Regions from separate parts of the Zea mays genome. Here regions 1, 2 and 3 are each linked to region 4. The links are chromatin contacts, called in public Hi-C maps. All regions are on one chromosome and are shown on one strand. Each heading gives the region's core, a stretch centred on a gene start, on an enhancer-like site or on the middle of the called end of the contact. The rest is flanking DNA. Distances are from core to core; before and after follow the strand shown. Region 1 holds the start of LOC100384853. Region 2 holds the start of LOC100272804. Region 3 holds the start of LOC100278089. Region 4 holds the start of LOC100273203 (VAMP protein SEC22).

Region 1 (2,762 bases), core at 116-2,615, 290 kb after region 4:
AACAACCGTAGCTAATATATGTAGCGAATATAAACATATGAATATTAATCTTACGTTCTGCAGTAGACTAGACGGAGCACAAAGTGCGATATTATATCCTTGTTCAAATTCTCTGCTGGATCCTGGTGCCTCATGTGTGTCTTCCACAATTCACTGACCTGAAGTGCAGAACAGAACAAGACATTTCTATTTAAAACAAAAGTTAGAGCAATGCCAGAATGCGATAGAGTCCATAACTAGGGTTGCAAAACCTTCCATGTTTATCTTAATTCAGTATGATTCTGAGGAGAAAGCAACAATTCTAGCTACAAAAAATAGACTAACATCCAAAGGGGCCTAAGTTAGCCACTCTTAATATTCTCTAGCGAAATCAAAACCATACAAAGAGGTTGATCCTTCAAATACATACACAAGACTGAAACCACTGAAACATTCGCCTACTCCTGATGGCAAAACCCAAATTTTAGGCAGAAATATGCTCCAAATATAGTTCCCTCCTGCATCCCCCCAAGGCCCCAAGACCATGAACGGCAAAGGCGATAATCGCTCACCAGTTTCTCCATCTCCTCCGGCCTCTTCCCACGCGAGAGTCCATCCGAAATCCCCTTGAGAACTGCTCGTTACCAGCGCACGCAATGAAACGAGTTAGCAAGATCTGGGAAGTAACGGAAGGAAGCCACGCGGGATCGGGAAGCATTTCTCTCGCCAGGAAGAAGCCGCACCTCGGAGGCGGTCGATGGCGAAGAGCTCGAACTCCTCCAGCCGCACCTCGAGCTGCGGCGCCGCCTTGTAGGTCGGCAGGGCCCCCGCGCCGCCGCCGCCGCCGCCACTGGCTGCGGCGGCGACCTGCCTCTGGGAGCGCACGATCTCCATGCGGCGTTGGAGGCTGCGTGGTCAGCGGATCCTCGCCCGGCCGGTGTCCGGGTCTGTGGACTGTGGATCAGTGCCGCAGGCCGCTGGGGTTGGGGCGCTGGACGCGCAGGGGCGCAGGGGCGCAGGGGCGAGGGGGCGAGGCTGTGGGAGAATCGGAGAAGGACCGAGCACCGTGCGGGACTAGGCCTGGGCGAGGCCGATGCGCCGCCGGCCGCCGCTTCTGACCTTCCGCGCCTCCCGTTCTCCGTGCCCCCAGCCGATGCGCGAGCGAGAGACGAGAGACGGAGCGAGTACCGAGGGAGGTAGGGGAGTGACGAGCCTTGTTGGTGTCTGCCGGAGACTACAGCGCGCGCGGGCCGGTAGGCGGTTGTTGCGGGGATGAGAGTGTTGGGGAGGAAGGGGAAGGGCGGCCGGAGCGAAGACTGGGGCGGTGGGGCTTAGGGGCGCCTTGGCGGGAAAAGCACCTCGTTTTCCCGCCGCGATGCCGCTGGGCCGTAGGCTCTAGGCCTGCTATTGGGGCCGCGAGGATGAAAGTTACCCGTGGGGGCAGTCGTTTGGTGCTCAATTTTTTTATTTGACATGGGAGTTATTTTAGTTCATTGGCGGTGGAGTAAAACATGGTTTTACACTATAAAAATCACTATTTAGAGAGTGAATATTGAAATAGATGAGATATAGCCTACTATTAATGATTTAGAGCGCAGAATAGCATCCCCGTGGTCGTCATCCACACGTGTGATACCGGTACGCGGTACACCACTAGCGTCGGAGACTACATGGCTCGGTCGCGTGGCCGATGGACGGGAAACAATTTGTTGTGAGGAAGTGTGGTGTATGAGAGCGAGTGGTTGATCTAAGCATGAGTCATCTTACCTGACCGATTCAGTCCATACTGAAAAAATTGACTCGATCCAACTAATACAATAATTGGGTATGAACTATAGTTTTTCAATAATCGGGTATGAACTATAGTTTTTTTGCCAATAGCAATCGACAGACAAGTACAAGCCGTGAGACTTAAAAGACGACCCAACCCGATCCAGAGCAAAAAAAAATAACTCAAATGAAAGCTAAAAAAACTCGACTTAACAGGAAAAAACGGACTCAAACTGATCAATAGAGAGACACGGACCAACCTGACCTGTGTCCCTCTATGCACGGACGGGCGCGGGTCGTGCCAAACGGTCCATTGCCTAACCTTAATCCACCAAACTCAATCCGATCTAACATTTGAACAGGTCCAAAGCAGCAGCGAGAGCCAGGAAACTTAACCCATTTTGTCGGGGGGGGCTGCGTGGGTTTGAGCTTGGACTTAGGATTAGCTCACTATTAGGCATACTTGGGCGGTGACGAGGAGAGGTCTAGCTACCGTTAGTTTAGAAACTCAAGTAATTTAGATATCGGATATTTCCATCTCAATCTCACCTTTCCTTTGAGTTTTCAAACAAACCGAAAAGGTGGGATGGGGGATTTGTCCTAAACTGTTGCAGTTGCTTGATGACGCGCAGGACCCAAGAAACGTTAAGGCCGCCGGATGAGTAACCGAGAGAGTGGATGGCGCAGGCAGGCCTTGCCAGGTCGTCCAGGGCGAAAAACATTGCAGATGTTGTGTGCAAGTGACGTACGGGGGGTGTCAGGCGTCAGGTTGACTGGCACGTTCCACTCCCAGCTAGCTGGTCTCAGCCTGTCTACGCGACCTTTATTTTTATGTCCTCGTGCTGTTGTTACTATACTACACCATGCGACATGCGAGTCACGATCGACGTCGATTATCCTGTACGTACATGACATGCGTGCGTGAGTGAGCAATCCGTAGTTGGCGGCACCACACCCTGTCACGTGTCAGTGCCGCGTCAATGGGGCTATCTTATCCGCTTCGTCATCTCTTT
Region 2 (2,700 bases), core at 144-2,643, 340 kb after region 4:
TAAGGGCAAAAGGCTGAGGAATGGGTAAGGACCCTCTGATTAACACTGCTTATTGGTGGAATGCAGGATTGAGGTGTCATGATCCAGTCGTCCACCTAACATCCAACTATTAACGCACCACGACCAAGCTTGCAACTGAAGAACTAAAGGGAGGCAGAAATAAAGCGGGCACAATCATTTCGCATGATCTTTTTGCCTGTAGAGAAACCTTTTCTTTTTTCGAAAAAAAACAGTTCCAGGTCATGTTATGTTATGTTATGTTAGGGATGGAAAAGGTTAAGGTGGGTGAGCTAAAGTCTGCATCAAGTAGTACAGTATTAAGCAAGCCCTGAATCTCACGCTACGTCCGAAAAAATAGTAAATAAAGGGGGAAAAAAAGCACGGCACGCCGCACGCATCACACAGTTGGTAATGGTAACACACCGGCCGCGCAGGCTGGTGAGCAGACGATACGGGAGCAACAAGAGCAAATCGGGTAGGCACGCGGGATGGTTCAAACAGAATCCTGGCGGCGATTACTCGCCCTCAGAGTCATGAATTGACTGAACCGTGGAGTTGGAGTTGGAGGAAGACGAGTCAGCGAGAACAGAACGGAAAGTTCAGAAGAAGCAACGCAAGATTCAGAGATTCAGCTATCATCTATTCGTCTATTTCATACCCTTTCACCGGTTACAGCTTCGCCTTTTGTACACCGGCGACGCCCTGACCCCACCGAACAGGCTAACGCTCCTGGTCCTGGCTAATCTCCAGGTGGGCGCAGCTGCTTCCCAACCGACAACACCCGAATCCGTTTAGCCACGAAGGAGCCGTTTGGAAGGCCGAAACGGTTCCGAATGTGAATTCACAGTGGTTCAAATTCCGTTAGGCAAATGATCTAGTGACTCCGATTCGCTATCCGGAACATTTCCGCAAGAATTTGGATCCCTACCAAACGAGGCCTATCCGAATGTGAATTTGGATCCCCGTCAAGGATAGTGAGCGATGCGAGGGAGGGGACACGGGGCTCACCAGTACTGGCACCAGAAGCGCAGCATGCGGGCGTCGTTGGGGCGCGCCTCGACCGTCTTGAAGCACTCGAACGCCGGCATGGCGTAGCCGAACAGGAGCCTGCACGCAGGCGACCGACGCGCGTCGGTTCCGGAATCAGCACGCCGCACGCGTCGCCAAAGTACGTACGTATGGCGAGAACCAAAACACCGCCGGCAGGGGGGGGAGCTTACAGGAGGATCCTGGAGAGGAGGTCGCCCAACATGTCGCCCGGCCCGGTCGGAGGTCCCCCGCCCTCGGTTCCTCCGAACCCAGAGCCCTGCGGGTTGCGGGGCGGGAATGGGGAAGTCGTCGGTCGATCAGTCGCGTGGGTGGCGGAATGCGGGCTGAGGCGTGCTGGGGTGAGTTGAGGAGGGAGGAGGCGGAGGAGGAGGAGGAGAAGCGGTTGCGTTGGCTTTTTAGCGAGGAGGGAAGGGAAGGAGAAGACGGCTGCGGTGCGACTGCGACCGAACTGGCGGCGAGATTTCAATCGAGGGGGGCGCTGGCGCAGGCAGTTGCAGTTGCCCAGTGGGGTTGGAGACCGTTTCAGCGGCGTGCCGCCCAGCCGCCCCAGCCCAGGTGGAAGAAAATTGCGTGCGCGCCTCGCGCACCAGGGACGGCGTGCGCACCCCCGCACATCGACGTCCGTTCGCGATCGGACCACCGGCCTCCCACGCTTGAGTTTCTGGCGCATCGACGCGCTTCCGCTCGGCTTGACCTCGGCTCCCAACCGTTCCGCTGCAGCGCGCGGCTCCGTTTCTGGCTCAGCAGCCGTCGCTGCTCCGTTTCTGGCTCAGCAGCTCGGCTTTTGCAGTTTCCCGAGCGATTCAGTTTCGTCAGAACACTCCGAAACAGTGACAAAGTTCCAACTTTGGGCTTCGATTAGAATTAGTAACCATCTTTTACTATTCCAACCAATTGAACCATGTTAAACCTTGACTTCCAGACCTTATTTATCATCAACAAAACCTGCTGCCCTACAAAGAAAATTGCTCACAAAATAATTGCAAACTTCCCTGAGCATCACTGTGGTCAGGCAGCCTAGACTTAGAATTTTCCTAAGTCTGGCGTCCAGGCTGTCCAGTGCTGACGAAATCACAGCCAAGATAAATTAATGTTGGGAAACCAAATATCCAAAATGATTACTTTCATGACAGCAAAATAAATTCATGTTTACAAAACATTATGGTTCATTTCATGAGAACATGTCTACATAGATTCATCAAAATGTAACTTCCTAACAGCAGCTTGCGTTGTATCATCTTGATCAACTCCCATTAAGAGACTTGTGTACCCTCCTGGTATGTATGGAGGAGCCATTGCAGAAGGATTTGCAAATAAATTGAACTGGGGCATTGTGACATTAGCATATCCACCTTGGACGAAAGGAGCATTCATGGTTGAAGATGCACCAACATTAAAATCCTGTATATAGTACAAGAAAGTGTTCAAAATTCATGGTTGTAATGGAATAAATCGTGAAAATAGCTAATGTCTTACAATTAGGTTTGCATCAGCATGTTCGTCTCTTGTTTCGATATCAACATGTTCCAAACCGTCACCTACAAATGCAATATATATGATAATACAATATTAGAAAAAAAATACACATGAGCAAAAGATATTGAACAGGTCCCTACCTTTCTTCCGGGCACCCTTCTTCTTCTTCCCTGG
Region 3 (2,835 bases), core at 186-2,685, 270 kb before region 4:
TCTTTCAGTTATGTGAATTTTTTTAAACAATAGCCTAAAGAGTCTACTGTCTAGTTTGTCCGGGAGCCCTTAAAATCATAGATGCACACCAGGGAAGCCTAGAGCTACCACGAAGAAGTAATTAATGCAATATGTGTTTTTATTTTTTGCAATACATCCCATTATTTACCTATCCCATAACTTCATACTTTCAAACAGTCGCATGGAAATATAACCCGCATGTGAAATCTCCTCCACTCGGAGAGAGGGGATTAGAATGCGAAAGAAAAAAAGATCCTCTCCCTCGTTTTGCTTGCTGTCTCATGTTAACCACGTCAAGTTGCCAAACTAGCTCTACGGAGGAGAAATGACAGGGAGAAAAGAATTTTAAAATAGATAGAGACTTGGATCTGTAGAACATGTCGATTGCTTCTCCGAGGACCCTCCTTGGATTCTCTAAAAGGCGAAAACACCATTCAAAACACTTGGAAACGTAAACGCGGCGAACGAACACGTTAAATCGGTCACACACGAAAAAAAAACACAATAACCGCAACGGTTTTTGTAGCTTTCCAGATTTCTTTCGAAAAAAGGGAAGTAACGCGTGAAGTGACTACTTGGATGTTGTCTAACAGAGACGAAAAATGATGTATACGATGGTTGCCTGTGCTAGACAAAGTTCTGGTACGGCAACCAAATAGTCCCGAACACTCGAGTCGAGTGAGTGCGATATTGCTGGCTATCCAACAAGACCAACATGCTCGACATTTACACTCAAAGCACCTTAACCGGCAAACCATTTCTGTTTACCAATCTCCTCTTCATTCACACACCTCCCAACTTCCTTCTCATTCACACTTTTTCCCATATATACGCTGGATGCTCGAAATGTCGACGACGTGTACGTTGTAGATGTTGTGCTAAATGTTACCGATGCCATTTTTACACTGTGCTATAGTTAGAGCACACCCTCATCTAGCTACGTGGCCCCTTGAGCAATCAGACACTCACAATAATCCACGCGCTAAACACCTATTTACGAACAAGATTCTTCACGGAGCCACCCACCTCTCTCATTTCGCAACGAGCACCGCGTGTTTTAGCCCTCTTCCGAGAGCCCAAATATAGCTGCCGCGCTCAAAATTCATTCACCATGGAACCCATGCCGAACGCAGGAACAGCGAAGTACAAGAAGACCTCGCGGCTGGCAGGCATGGGCCAGATCGGAAACACACACACACTGCGCCAGATCGGAAAAAACAAGAAAACCGCTCCCCCATCTCCGGTTTTACACTAGAGGCGGCGGAAAATCCCCGTCCTGCCCCTCCACGAAACCCACGACACCCGACGACAGCGGCCTCCGCCCGCAGGCCGCAGCCCGTCCGGCCCCACACAGGCCGCCCCCACCTCCTCCCCGCCACGCCTACAAGAACCACCCCCCGCTTTTCCATCTCCAGTTCTCCACCCGCTTCTTTTCCCTCGCTCGCTCGTCCGTCGCCCGCCTGCCTGCCTGCCAGTGCGCGCCCTCTCCCTCCCTCCCTCCCTCATGGCGGACTGCTTCCCGCCCGAGTCGGACGACTTCCACCGCCGCTGGCTGCCGCGGGAGATCCTCGCCGACATTGGCATCGCCGACCCCGAGGCCGTCGGCGCCGAGACCCCGCCCGAGGCCGCCGCCGCCGCCGCCGTGGAGGAGCTCGCGGCTCAGCTCGCCGGCATCCTCGGCGGCGGCGCCAAGGCGTGGCCGCTCGGCCCGCCGCCGACGCCGCCTACGCCCGCGGCTCCGCCCGCCGCCGCGGCGGCCGTTGCCCCGTGCTACGGCGCGAAGGTGAGTGAGTGGTTGTGCTCTAGCTTGTGTTCTCCGCGCGTTTTCTCGGCCTGGGCCGCCTGGCCCTGACACGGACATCTGGTCGCAGGTCTGCGGGCTGCAAGGTAGCGTCGTCGTGTCCTGCGGCGAGACCAATGGCGGCGGCGCCGTGTCTTGGCCGTTCGTGCCGTACCCGCCGCAGCTCCACTGGCAGGTGAGGAAACAACACCAGCCAGGATCCCGCTCGCCGCCGCCACTCCCCCCCTTTGTTGCCTCTTTCTCTGTTTTCGTGCTGGGTGGAGCGCCGTGTTTGGCAGAATGCTCGGCGGTGTTTTTTTGTTTCGTTTTTTTTCCGTTTCTGTTTTGTTTTGGAACCACGCCGCCGCCGCCGCCGCCGCTGATTGTCTGCAAAATGACAGCTGGTGGTAACTATCTCTCGCAATAAAGCGAACCTGTTTCCCCTTTGGAAAGTAATGATCCTTATCATTGGCTTAATAATCATGAACACGCCATACATAGGGTTGGAGTTCATTTTTTGTGCTGAGTGTTGGTGTTCGTGTTAGGCATTTGTGTTGGATGGCTGATGATGCTTACCCCTGCTGCTGCCCTTCCTCGTCGTCGTCGTCGCAGGTCGGGAGCGGCCTGGTGAACCACGGCGGCGTGCTGGACTACCCGGTGCTGCCCCCTGCTGCTCTACCCTGCCACGTCCCGCCGCCCGCCAACCTGCGCGGCGGCACCGGCGTGTTCCTGCCGCGCATCGAGGCGTACCGCTACGCGGCCGCTCCCCCGGCCACCGCCAAAGGTAACGCGAGCACTCGCATTCCCTTTGCCAATCCATGTTTTCCATCGCTCTGTGCCGCGTGGAAGGGATGGACGGACGGATGTCTCCGGTAGACGTCTTGGTTCTTGCAAATGCTCGATCATACTTGGCGACTTGCGGTGCTGTGCTGCGCCGAGATTTTGCGTGCGTTCTTGAGCGGTGTGAGGCGTTAATGGCGGCAGCAGCCAGACACGCACCGGGTTTTCTTGTACCAGTACGTACCCGTACGTGA
Region 4 (2,700 bases), core at 41-2,540:
CACCAGAGCACGCGAACCACATGCGTACGTACCCAGCTCGCCACGCCGCCACCCTTCCTCTCAGAGAGCCGACGCTACAGGCGCCGTTCCATGCCAGCAGCACTTGGCGTTCAACGCCCATCCATGGCGCGTGCAGGTTCCCCGCGGCGGCGGCGGCGGCGGCTGCCAACTCTGCCTTCCCTATCTCTGCCGCGCGCGCGCGCGCGGGGCGTAGTGAAGACTGGAGAGTGTGTGTGTGGTGCGGCCGGACCGGAAAAGCTAGCGGCACCTGAAAGTGAAAGCAACGAGGAGCCGGCCGGTACTGTCTGTGCGTCGTGGTATAGTAGAGGCGAAGATGGTGAAACTGCTCCCAACCAAACCAACCACACGGAACCAAACCGACGCAAGAAAGAACGGATGGGAACGTTACGCTTTCGACTAGTACTTTACTCGCATCGCAGTCGACCGAACTAACCTTGATTAGTTTCGGGGCCGGCCAGCTGACCGAGCGAGCGAGAGAGAGAGAGATCACAACTAATAAAGCACGCTCGCTGCTGCCCGGGTGCGTCGTCAAGTCTCCTAATCCTAACCGCAGCCAATAATAATGTAGCATGATGTCAGCGGGTCATCATCACTAGTCCTCCCTTCGCTTCGCCTGACGGGACTACGACTCTACCTGCTACGAGACACGGAGAGAGAGTAGAATGCACACAAGAGAAGAGACAGACACGTTGAACTGCAGGCGCGAGGAAAAAAAGCCCCCCCTCGGAACTTCACTGGCAGCCCGCAGCCTATTAAGGGCCTGTTTGTTTACCCCAATGAATTATATAATCTGGATTATTTTTTGGGGATTATATAATCTGGATTATATAATTTGGATTATATAATCTGAGTAGTCCTGTTTGTTTACCCAGATTATCTGGCGTGTTTCTGTTGGGCGGCGGGCTTCTCCGATCCGATAGGCGCAAAAACGATTCGGTATATTATAATGGCAATGGTGGGTAATTTCTAAGAAACTTGAAAGGGTAGTGGGAAGTGGGAAAAAAATAATCTGAAATAAGCACCTCTTCACTTGCTTATGGATTATTATAATCCAAGGGGTTAGATTATATAATCTGGACAAATAAGCTAGACTGTTTGTTCGCCTCTTAGGATTATTTAATCCAGATTATATAATCTGGGGGTAAACAAACAGGCCCTAAAAACTCCCTCCTCCCCTCCAGCTTTATTACGCACCTTCACATAACACTGCAAAAGCACTCCTCTCTTCGTCCTCCCCCTCCCTCCTCCATCCCATTCCATACCATTCCGCCAAAGAAGAACCACAGACGCTCGCTCCCAACTCCCAAGCCAAGCCGGATCCCAAAATCGGCACAGCGCACCCACTCCGCTCAGTCCCTTCGTTCACCCCCATCCATCCAGCCAGCCATGGGCGGCAAGGACTGCGGCAACCACGGCGAGGACGACCTGCGGCGGTCGTGCCGGCGCCTGCTAGCGATCCTCCTAGTCCTGGCCCTGATCGTGGGCGTGATCGCGCTGATCATCTACCTGGTGGTCCGCCCCACGCACCCGCGCTTCTACCTACAGGACGCGTCGCTCCAGCAGCTAGACCTCTCCAACTCCACCACCCCGTCCTCCTCCCTCCTCTCCACGACGCTGCAGGTGACGCTGGCCTCGCGCAACCCGAACGAGCGCGTGGGGGTGTACTACGACCGGCTGGACGTGTACGCGTCGTACAAGTACCAGCAGGTGACGGTGGCCGCGGCGCTGCCGGCCGTGTACCAGGGCCACGGCGACGTGGACGTGTGGTCGCCCGTGCTGTCGGGCCCCGGCGTCCCCTTCGCGCCCTACCTCGCCGACGCGCTCCGCCAGGACTGCCAGGCGGGCTACCTCGTCCTCCAGGTCAAGGTCGACGGCCGCGTGCGGTGGAAGGTCGGCAGCTGGATCTCCGGCCACTACCACCTCTTCGTCACCTGCCCCGCGTTCCTCGTCACCGCCGGCGGCAACGGCGCGCCCGGCGCTTCCGGGTTCAGGTTCCAGACCACCACCTACTGCCACGTCGAGGTTTAAATTAGGAGCGAGAGGAGGGGAAGGAAGCAGAGAGCCAGAGACCATGGTGGCTACCTCTCTAGCTGCTGCTCCACCTCCTGCCGTTGCCTGGTGCGGTAATAACTCTCTCTCTTTCTATCTGTCCGCTGCTGGCGTTACTGCTGCTGCAGTGATGCGGGATGTAAAGGAGGGGTAAAAAAAATTCCTTTCGTTCTAGCCCCTTGTTTTTTTCATCTTCTCCTTCACCTTTCCATATACTACTAGTATGCTCTGTCGACTGTTGTTCAAAGGAAGCTTCCAATTGTCAATAAACATTTTGGATCGGAGGATCAATCGCAATTAACGGCGCAGCCAGCGAAGTGGTCACACGTTGATCTCGGAGCCAGATCGACCGTCTTTGGCGAATGGGTGGGGTATCCCTCGTTCGTTTGACCCTAAAGCTAGACGCAACAAGCGCGTGATCTAGGTAGAGTTTGGAGTTTTGCTTGGGGGCAAGGAGCCAGCAGATCAGATTTGGTGTGGGGGAAGCCGGGAACCCCAAGTAGAAGTACACACACAGCAAGCACATGGGGACTCTCCTTCTCCTGTGGTGATCGTCCTCTACTGCCCATGCCAAAGCGGTGGTTGGTCGCCCAGCAGCACTCATCATTCTTCTTCTCTCTCTCTGTCTGT

What was found. A called contact is a pair of places that touch in the nucleus more often than the background predicts.
Region 1: a Hi-C map of bundle sheath shows a contact between it and region 4, with 3 times the contacts expected there. The contact joins the promoter of LOC100384853 here to the promoter of LOC100273203 in region 4. A contact is called at or near these places in 7 of 25 Hi-C or Micro-C datasets (bundle sheath, ear, endosperm and 3 more).
Region 2: a Hi-C map of ear shows a contact between it and region 4, with 4 times the contacts expected there. The contact joins the promoter of LOC100272804 here to the promoter of LOC100273203 in region 4. A contact is called at or near these places in 5 of 25 Hi-C or Micro-C datasets (bundle sheath, ear, endosperm and 2 more).
Region 3: a Hi-C map of bundle sheath shows a contact between it and region 4, with 3 times the contacts expected there. The contact joins the promoter of LOC100278089 here to the promoter of LOC100273203 in region 4. A contact is called at or near these places in 5 of 25 Hi-C or Micro-C datasets (bundle sheath, ear, endosperm and 2 more).

The regions. Positions count from the first base shown.
Region 1 is chr10:6,253,234-6,255,995 of Zm-B73-REFERENCE-NAM-5.0, reverse strand. It overlaps LOC100384853, which reads right to left and starts at 1,365. Exons shown (of 20, transcript NM_001362566.1): 1 at 723-1,365; 2 at 552-613; 3 at 55-158. The coding sequence starts at 873.
Region 2 is chr10:6,199,756-6,202,455 of Zm-B73-REFERENCE-NAM-5.0, reverse strand. LOC100272804 reads right to left here and starts at 1,393. Exons shown (of 6, transcript NM_001147257.1): 1 at 1,221-1,393; 2 at 1,009-1,107. The coding sequence starts at 1,252. It overlaps LOC103640777 (protein FAR1-RELATED SEQUENCE 5-like), which reads right to left. Exons shown (of 5, transcript XM_008664261.4): 3 at 2,667-2,700; 4 at 2,527-2,588; 5 at 2,114-2,451. The coding sequence ends at 2,236.
Region 3 is chr10:6,809,543-6,812,377 of Zm-B73-REFERENCE-NAM-5.0, reverse strand. It overlaps LOC100278089, which reads left to right and starts at 1,435. Exons shown (of 4, transcript NM_001151481.2): 1 at 1,435-1,804; 2 at 1,893-1,997; 3 at 2,414-2,585. The coding sequence starts at 1,526.
Region 4 is chr10:6,542,703-6,545,402 of Zm-B73-REFERENCE-NAM-5.0, reverse strand. It overlaps LOC100273203 (VAMP protein SEC22), which reads left to right and starts at 1,290. Exons shown (of 1, transcript NM_001147646.1): 1 at 1,290-2,314. The coding sequence starts at 1,408. The coding sequence ends at 2,049.